2 separate regions of the Capsicum annuum genome follow, and region 2 is linked to region 1. The links are chromatin contacts, called in public Hi-C maps. All regions are on one chromosome and are shown on one strand. The core of a region is the stretch at or near the end of the contact, and the rest is flanking DNA. Distances in the headings are between cores, read along the strand shown.

Region 1 (5,068 bases), core at 958-3,457:
TGTTGGAATCATCACCCCCAGAATAGATCCTACAATGCGCGACCTGAACTAATCGGGCGAGTACTGAACACCGAGAGGGAAACAAAAAAAAATAGAATTTGATCAATCAGGCCTATTTTAGGTTGTTAAGGTGGAGAACTGAACCGAGAATTCTCGTTCTTCATCCTCAATCAAATCACTATTAGCAACCCAAGATTCTATTTTATCGTCAATCCTATATACATTTTTTTTTCTTAAAAATGAATAAATCTCTTTCTCGTATGACTTAAATATCTCGTATTTTCTCGAAAAAGTGATTAGATTGATGAGGGACTAAAATCATAATATACAACTAACCGAGGGACCAAAAGTGTAATTCTCCCTAATCCAATCGCCATTTTTTTTTTTTTTCAAAATGAATAAATCTCTTTACTGGTATGACTTAGATGTCTCGTATTTTTTCGAAAAAGTGATTAGATTGACGAGGGACTAAAATCATAATATACAATTAATCGAGGGACCAAAAGTGTAATTATCCCTAATGATAAAGAAATTAAAGAAAAAGATAGATATATAGTTGACCGCTAATGACGCTTATGTTTCTCTTTACCCTACATTTGCCCTAATTATGTTTTTGAAAATTTAATAGTATGTCTAATTTATTTGTAATTTTATATAGAAACAAATTAAACATGACTACAATTTCAAAAAGAAATTTAGATTCTAAAAGTTCATTGCATCAAATAGTAGATTGTGCCAAATCATATGTTACTTTAGTCAATTTGGATGACTAAAAAAAGAAAAAGAACAAAAATAATTCATTAATATATATGGCTTTTACTTAAGCAAATTCTCTTCCTTTTAAGTTTCTTTAAAGTACCACTTATCCAGGGCTGGACATAAAATACCGAAAATTGAATTACCAAATTGAATCGAAAAATTTGGTATTCGGTATTCGATAATTCGGTATTTGATATGATATTTGGGAGTAAGATTTTAATATTTCAGTATTCGGGATTGGGTTTGATACAAGATATTAATACCGTTTGGTATTCGGCATTTACCGAATATCGAGTTAGATATATATAATATACGATATGTCTAACCAACCCAATAGACAATAGTATTAGTTATCCAAAAGAATCTCTTGGACTTTTGTAATATATTCTTAAAAAGCAATAAAAAAAATACTAATTGGGGTTTTTATTAAATATAATCTTTGATGTTTAAACGTACATCTGCACATCTCCAACTTTAATATAGTATTACCAACAAACGAACCGAACCGAAGTTTAATTTATCGATTACCGAATTATCGAACCGATGTTTATAAGTATGGAATGTGGTATCTACATTCAAATACCGATTACCGAATTATTGAACCCGAACTTTGAAAATACCGAACGCCCACCCCTACACTTATCTCCTCACTTTCCTATCCACTAAATCTTCAATCAAATAATACAATAACATATTTAATATAATCTTATAATAAAATACGAATGAAATATGAAAAAAAATATAACGTACACATATCTTAATGGAGTTTGAACAGTGAAAAAAAGAAAAATCTCCATATATAGGAGGGTAAAATTCAAAAAATAGTCATTTTTTAATTTTTGTAATTAAAAAATAGCTATTGTCATTATTATATTAGTGGAATTGAAATTCTATAATGATTATTTTTCAAAGACATAGTCAAAACTTGACCGTTAAAAGTTATTTTATGTTGATATAGAGTGTCATTCGCTATAATTAATAATTCTCATGCGGCAAAAATTTGAATTAATCGGACCAATACATTTCAAATAGATGATCTCCTTTGGAGAAAAATCATAAAAAGAAAATTAAAGACAAATGTTAAATCCATGAAAATTTATTTATTTTTGAAGAAATTATTTAATGAACAAAGAGTAATTATAATTCATGGGGCAATATAATTATGCTGGGGGTTTTCTGTTAATGTACTTTTGTAGTGAAATTAAGTTACAAATGTTAGGTTTTGCATGGCATTTAGGGAACCTTTTTATTCTGTCTTAAACCAAAGATTTTTGGATATAATAATTACTATATCTTCTCTTTTTTAGGGTTTTATTTGCTTAGTGGGTCATAGTCCTCCATGTGAGTGCATGTGGTATGTCCTTCTCTCATTGGCCCACCACCCCACCCCCACCCCCACCCCCACCCCTTTCATTTGAACAAATAAATTGGCATTTTCATCACTTATTTTCTCCTTCAAACTTCCATTCTTTTCATTTTCTTCTTCCAGAACAACATACTTTATCACCTCTTTCTTTCAAATTTTTCCAAGAATAATACAAGAAAAATCACCAAGGTATGTCATTTTTGTCACTCAAATTTTCATTACACCTTATTATATAATTATATAATATAGTCATATGTTGTTCATGTTTATTTTCTTTTATCTTGCATCTTGTTCTTATCATATGTAGCTTATAGACATTATTCCTTTAATTTCTAGTTGCCCTTTTCTTGTTCTAATAACAAATTGTATACTTATAAGAACATGTAAATCAAACTAGAGAAACTTTATATCACTACTAAAAATAAATTAGAAATTAGTGACGGTCAAATTCTGTAGCTAAACAACAAAATTTGTTTATAATCCTGTTCATTGATGGATTATTAGAAAATTCTAGTAGCTACGAGCTATGTCAATTAGAAAATTCTAGTAGCTACGAGCTATTTAACAACAGATTAATTATGAATTTTGTAGCTAATTTCAATAAAAAAAAAAATTGGTAGTGTTTTTTTTTTTCCTTTTTCTTGCTTCAAGAATATCTTCATATTGCTAATCCTATTTAACGATGAATTATCAAAAAATTCTAGTAGCTACGAGTTGTTTAACAACAGATTAACGATGAAGTTCATAGCTAATTTCAGTTTTTTTTTTACTGGAATTTTTTCTTCTTGCTTCAAAAATATATTGATATTGCTTAATTACTATTTCATAATCTTTTTTTTTCTTGTTTTTTAATAGTTGTGAAACTAACATGTCAATGTATTTTTTTTTTTTTTTGTAGTTTCAAGTTTTTTTCTTTTGAAGAAATGAGGAATCCTAGTTCACTCAAGCAAGAATTTCTCAAGAAGTGGATAAAGGGTCTTCAAATATGTAATTCTACAAAAAAAAAAATGAGTATAATGGAGAGAAAAAAAATTATAAAATTATCAGCAGATATAGCAATGGCTTCAACAAGAAAATCAACAACTTATTGGAGTCATGCACTTATGGTAAATGCTTCAAAAGATGATACAAATAAAATCATCATAGAAAATATTCTTGAAAATGATGATGATAATAATTCTAAGGGAATTAGAATTATTAATTTCAAGAAAGCTTCAAAGGGAATTATTAGAAGCAAAAAAATTGTGAAAAAAAGTTGGAAAATTTCAAGAAGAGGTAGAAAAATTATTTCACCAAATATTATAGCAAAAAAAATGGTGAAAAAAAGAACAAAAGTTCTTAAAAGTCTTGTTCCTGGTGGAGAATATATGGATAATGCTTTATTAATTAAAGAAACCCTAGATTATATTATTTCATTAAGAGTTCAAGTTGATGTTATGAGGCATCTTGCTAATAATGCTAGTTATGAGATTAATAATCCTAAAAAAAGTTTGTAGTTTTATTTTATTTTTTTTGAAAAAAAAAAATTATATGATGAAGTCATGATAAATTCCTTCTTTTATTTATTTCTTTGTTTTTACTCTTGTGGAGTTTTTTTTTTATTATTATTATTATAGTACAAAGAAGATGTAACAATGTACATTATATTTGAGCACTATTATAATGAAGTTAAATTTACATATTAATGTTATTTTCTTGTTTTGTTCTTGTTTCTATGAATTTGGATTATCTTTTACAATGTTAAGTTCATCATACAACGGTGAATTTCATAATATCATATTATCTCGTTGTTGTTAATTTTCGTATTCCTTTTTTAAACTGCTTTGAATCTCGTTGTTGTTACTGTTTTGATTTTCGTATTCCCTTTTTAAACTGCTTTGAATTTCGTTGTTGTTACTGTTTCGATTTTCGTATTTCCTTTTTTAAACTGCTTTGAATCTTGTTGTTGTTACTATTTTGATTTTCGTATTTCCTTTTTAAACTGCTTTGAATCTCGTTGTTGTTACTGTTTTGATTTTCATATTTCCTTTTTGAAACTACTTTGAGATGCTTTACTAGAGTTGATAGTCTATCGGAAACAGTTTCTCTTTTTATACAAGGTAAGAATAAGGTCTACGTGCATCCCTACCTATGTGTAACTTTTTTTTTTTTATGAGCTAAATGAGCAAAAAAAAAAAAAGCAAAAAAAAAAAAAGGTAAATGATGGTACTGTCTAAGAAATTATGGCCATTATAATCAAGCATAAAATTCAGTAAAATATTTTTTTTTATGTATGGTTGTGGATGTTTATAAAGTGAGTTTCCCTTTGGTATATGGTCCTAATTGTTTTATTAAATGCAATTTATTTCATATTATTAAAAACACAACTTCTTTTCAATGAAAGTTTAAATAGAATTTTCGAAAATATTCACCGTTAGATTCAAAATTTAAATTTTCAACTTTTACAATTCTCATAGATGAAACCGTAGCTCCCTACTTTAATTTCCTCGATCTCTCATTCCGATGTAGAATTTACCTAAGGTGTTATATGCATACCATTTTAAGAAGTTTATCAGCCTAAAAGCGTATCAGGGCGAATCTAATCCTAATTGTTGGGTGTTTCGGCACCCATTAAATTTAAGATAGAATAGGTATAATTATATAAAAAAAATGTATTAAAATTAGCATAAGTAGGAATGTGGAAAAAACAAACAGACCGATAAACCGAACAGATAAAAATTTTATTGGATTATTGGGTAAACCGTTAACCCAATAAGAATATATATATATATATATATATATATATATATATATACACACACATATATATGACTTATTATATATTTCTCTTAATTTCTATTTCAATTATACAAACTCTTAATTTCTTCTAACAGCATTTAGTTCAAACTTAAAGTTTCTTGTAAATTAAAACACATCATTTTGGTTGCAACTAAGATTCGGATT
Region 2 (5,068 bases), core at 849-3,348, 360 kb before region 1:
AGGGGGAGGGGGAGTAATGAGTAAAAGGGCAACCCTGTGTACTAAAGCGGGAGAGGCTAATAAGTAAAAAGGCAGTCCGGTGCACTAAAACTTTCGCTCTATACAAGGTCTGGGGAAGAGCCCCACCAAAAGGATATATTGTACGCAACCTCACCTTACATTTCCACTGTTTTCAAGGCTTGAAAGTATCTGAAAAATAATTGAAGTGCTCACAAGACAATCCGAAAAATATTGTTATACCACTTCCATCTCTAATGAGCCTTACGCGGCGTATTTTCAAATTAGCTGACCCTCAACATGAATATCGAATACCGAATAAAATATATATATATATATATCAAAAAAATTTAGTGGCCAATACAAAGGGCCCGTTTGGCCATAAATTTTTTTCCTTTTTTCCGGATTTGTTTTTCACTTTTTTCACTTTTCCGAAAATTATGGTGTTTGGCCATGAAAATTCAGAAAATTATTCCGAAGTTGGATTCCAAAAAGTGAAAACAACTCTTTGTTATTTTCACAATTTTCCACTCCCATTTTCAACTTTTATTATTATTACATATAACCCCAATCTTTAAATTTTTACACAAACACCTCTTATAACTACAATCAACCACCAACAAAAAAATCAGAGGTAGAGGTATGGACTGCGTACATCTTACCCCCCCAGACCCCACTAGGTGGGAATACACTGGGTTTGTTGTTGTTGTATTGTACAACATCATTTTTAATTGTTATAGATATTCTAATCTTTTTTTTTCTTTTAACCAAAATTTACTAACGTGAAGTAAAAAATAATAAATGACAATCTATGGCGGAAATATATCAACTTTGTTTAGAATGAACTATATTATAGAAATATAAGGCCTAGTACATTATGCTATTTAAAAGTGAGAAATTTAATATTTTTTTCTTGTTATTCTAATTTTCTGTATATGTCATATACTGACTTTTATGATTTTAATAAATTATTAAAAAGTGATCAATAAAGTCGCATATGAAACATAACGTAACAATCCATATTTACGATACAATAATATTCAAGAAAAATCAATATCATCAATAAAAAAAAAGCAAAAAAATTAGCACTAATCTATTCAAAAATAATTCATCCGTAATTTTTTCTTAGAAGATCAAATTTAATAAAATAATTAATTCAAGTGAAAATAATTAATTAAGGTTTCAAAAAAACATGACACAACTCCAACTCCAACTTTATCTTCAACTTCAACTCTAAAAAAAGTAATTTTCAAGGCCAAACAACTACAAAGTATGCTTGCCCATATTGCTTCTCTCTCTCTATAATATATATATATATATATATATCCACATTAAATTCTCACCAATCTCTACTGTCTCTACAGCTGTGCTACTCCAAAATCAATGGAAAATATAATAATAATAATAATAATGATAATAATAATAATAAATCTGACGTGTTGAATATTACAGTTAGGTTTTTTAAAGTAAATTTTTCTGTTGCAAAATATTGGACTGATAGTGACATTAAAAATTAACATTTTATTTTCGTTTCAATTTGTTTGGCTTATTTTCTTTTAGTTCATTGTAAAAAAAATCTTTTCTTTTTTATAATTATTTAATTTCAACTTTTTATATAACATATTTATGACTACATAATTAAAAAGAATTTTAACATTTTTATACATTCTATTTATCTTTCATTTACGATAACAAAATTTAAAGTCTTAATTCTTTATTTAAAAAAAAAAATTCATGTCAAGTCAAAATCAGAAGATAAATTTAATGAAAGAAATAATTATCCCTTTTTTTTTTTTTCAAGGTTTTACCCCTGTACAATTTTACTTATGACGTTTTGCTTCACGAGAATTAATTTGATAAATCTTCAAAGCTCAATTGAATTAGATTAGTTTAATTTATTAAAATTTAAATTTAGTCAAAAATTATATAAAAAATACTATATATTGTAATCCATTTATATTAATGTGATGAAAAAATTCGTATGAATATATTAATGAAATTATCGTCTATATAAATCGACTCTTAAAAAGCGAAACGTGACAGAAAGGGACTATATTTCTATTTTCATCTATATATATGTTAGATAGCCTCATGTTAACATAGATATATCATTTCACTTTCTTGAGAAACTCAACAAAACTCACAAACACAATCTTATCTTTATTATATTATTAAAGAAAGAAAAAACAAATTCTTTCTCTTTTTCTTATATAAAGATTTGTTCTTGTTCAAAATATTATTATTATTATTCTCTTTAATAGAAAGAAGATTTTGAGTACTTTTTTTTTTGTTTAACATGGAAGGTCCATTGTCAACATGGCCATGGAACAATTTGGGAACTTTCAAGGTACTTGAAGTTTTCTTTTCTTTTATTTCTTTTTATTATCAAAAATATGTGTTTTTTAAGATGAACTTTCGTCAGAAATATGCTCGTCGAAATTGTTTTTGAAATTATTTCAAATTTTAGATAGAATTCTGAATGAAACGTCCGTCACAAAAACTCGTGTTTCTAGCAGATTTCCTTTCTTTCATGGGAAAAAATTTCACAAATAGCCACTTTTGAACCCTAATAATAGAAAAATTAATGATTGTTTCGGAGTTTCAACTTTATAATCACTTTTTTCAACCCTTATAATAGAAAAATAGTAATTGTTTCTGACAACTTTAATTTAGTCGAAGATTATTTGAAATTTTAGATGGGATTCTAAATGGAACGTCCGTCCGAAAAACTCGTGTTTCTAGTAATTTTTTTTCTTTCATGGGAAATTTCTTTCACAAATAGCCACTTTTGAACCCTAAAAATAGAAAAAAAAAAAATAGTGATTGTTTTGGAGTTTCAACTTTATAATAACTTTTCAACCCTTATAATAGAAAAATAATAATTGTTTCTGACAACTTTAATCAAATCGAAGATTTTTTAAATTTTATACGAGATTCTAAATGGAACGTCCGCCAGAAAAACTCGTGTTTCTAGTAGATTTTCTTTTTTTCTTGGGATTTTTTTTTTCACAAATAGCCACTTTTGAACCCTAATAATAGAAAAATAGTGATTGTTCATGAGATAATCACTTTTCAACTCTTATAATAAAAAAATAATTGTTTTTGACAACTTTAATTTAGTTGAAGATTATTTCAAATTTTAGATGAATTCTAAATGAAACGTCCGTCAGAAATTTTTTTTCACAAATAGCCTATTTTGAACCCTTGTAATAGAAAAATTAGTGATTGTTTCGGAGTTTCAACTTTATAATCACTTTTCAACCGTTATAACAGAAAAATAGTGATGTTTCGGAGTTTCAACTTTTACAAGTGAAACTATACTTGTAGAACTTACAACTCCAGATCGATAGTTTATTTTTCGATTACGTTACTGAAAAGTGGCTAGCGCGTGCTATTATTATTATTATATTATCTAGAATAATATGTACTTACTTATTTCTTTTTTTGTTATTTTTGGAACAGTATTTACTATATGGACCTTTCATAGCAAAATGGTTTTATTCAAGATCACAAGAAGACAATAACATCAAAGAAACAACATGGTGTTTACATATTCTCATCATATGTTTTCTAAGATGTTCAATCCATAGTTGTTGGAATTCATTTAGTAACATGTTGTTCTTAACAAGAAATAGAAGAATAATCAAAGAAGGTGTCGATTTCAAGCAAGTTGACAATGAATGGGATTGGTAATTTTCTTGAATCTTGATTTCTATAATTCATTTGTAGTAGTTTTGAATTTCGTGGAATCAGTTAATGATGCTTGTACTTGTTTCTTTGTGTGTCCTATATTGTAATCCGTTAGGGTGTGGTCCTTCTTGAAACCCTGCGTGTGATCATATCACTCGACAGTCCCTTGGGGTATGGTCCTTCTCGAAACCCTGTGTGATCATATCACTCGACAGTCCCTTGGGTTGTGGTCCTTCTTGAAACCCTACGTGATCATATCACTCGCCCCATTGGCGGAGCCAGGATTTGTACTAAGGTGTTCAGAATTAAACATTCGAACTAGCTGAAGAAAGTTCAACGTCAACTATATATACATAAAAGATAATTTTAACCATATATAAATAGTATAATTTTTCATCGAAGGGGGTTCGGATGACCCCCTGAGCTAAAGGTGGCTCCGCCTCGCTTTGTACATCAAACGCTAAGTTAGAATTTTGAATTTGTGTAATTCATTTGCAATCTTGAATTTTGTGGAATCAGCTACTTATGCTTGTGTCAGTTTCTGTTGCCTATGTTACAACAACCCCTCGGGGTGCGGTCTTTCCTTGAACCATGTGTGGTCGCCAGATGCTTTGTGTATCGTCTGACGACCGCATAGGCGAAGTTAGAATTATAGGCTTATGAATTCTGAGTTCTAGAAAAATATATAGTTTGATAAGTTTTTGATAAATTATTTATATATATTAAGTGAACTTTAATGTAAATACATGATTTTTGGTTAAAGATACTAAATTATGTCGAATCAATTACTTTCTCCCCAACAATGGTATATTGAGGGGCGTAAATTTCTTAAGGACAGAATATTCATATACCATCAAATTAAATCTTTTTATTTTATGTTAATTATATTCATGCAATATTTTACATGATCAACAATTTTTTTTTTTTTTTTTCAGGGATAATTTTGTATTGCTTCAAGCTATGATGGGTTCATTAGGTTTCTACATGTTTCAAGACCAAATAAATCTTCCTTTATGGGATTTAAGAGGATTTTTGGCTATTATAATTCTCCATATTGCAATTTCAGAGCCACTTTATTATTTATTACATAAATGCTTTCATGGAAATTATTTATTCAATAATTATCATTCACTTCATCATTCTTCACCAGTACCCCAACCATTTACAGGTAAATTTAATTTCTTTACTAATTAAATAGTGTTAATTTAATTAATTAAATAGTGTTAATTTAATTTAAACACGTCATAATAGAATACTATATCATATGTACTTTTTTAGGTTACTAATTTCATTTATTACTATGAGTTATTATTTGTACTTGCTTTTAAATGTAAGATAACAAGAGGTAGTTGTCCATATTAAATGGAATTAGCAACATAGA

What was found. Hi-C and Micro-C count contacts between places; a contact is called where the count stands out from the background.
Region 2: a contact with region 1 is called in a Hi-C map of bud, with 2.5 times the contacts expected there. The contact joins the promoter of LOC107854254 here to the promoter of LOC107854223 in region 1. A contact is called at or near these places in 2 of 5 Hi-C or Micro-C datasets (bud and leaf).

Annotation. Positions count from the first base shown.
Region 1 is chr7:1,682,669-1,687,736 of UCD10Xv1.1, reverse strand. It overlaps LOC107854223 (transcription factor IBH1-like 1), which reads left to right and starts at 2,207. Exons shown (of 2, transcript XM_016699220.2): 1 at 2,207-2,314; 2 at 3,024-3,815. The coding sequence starts at 3,049. The coding sequence ends at 3,621.
Region 2 is chr7:2,038,003-2,043,070 of UCD10Xv1.1, reverse strand. It overlaps LOC107854254 (very-long-chain aldehyde decarbonylase CER3), which reads left to right and starts at 2,098. Exons shown (of 11, transcript XM_016699260.2): 1 at 2,098-2,344; 2 at 3,460-3,686; 3 at 4,623-4,855. The coding sequence starts at 2,294.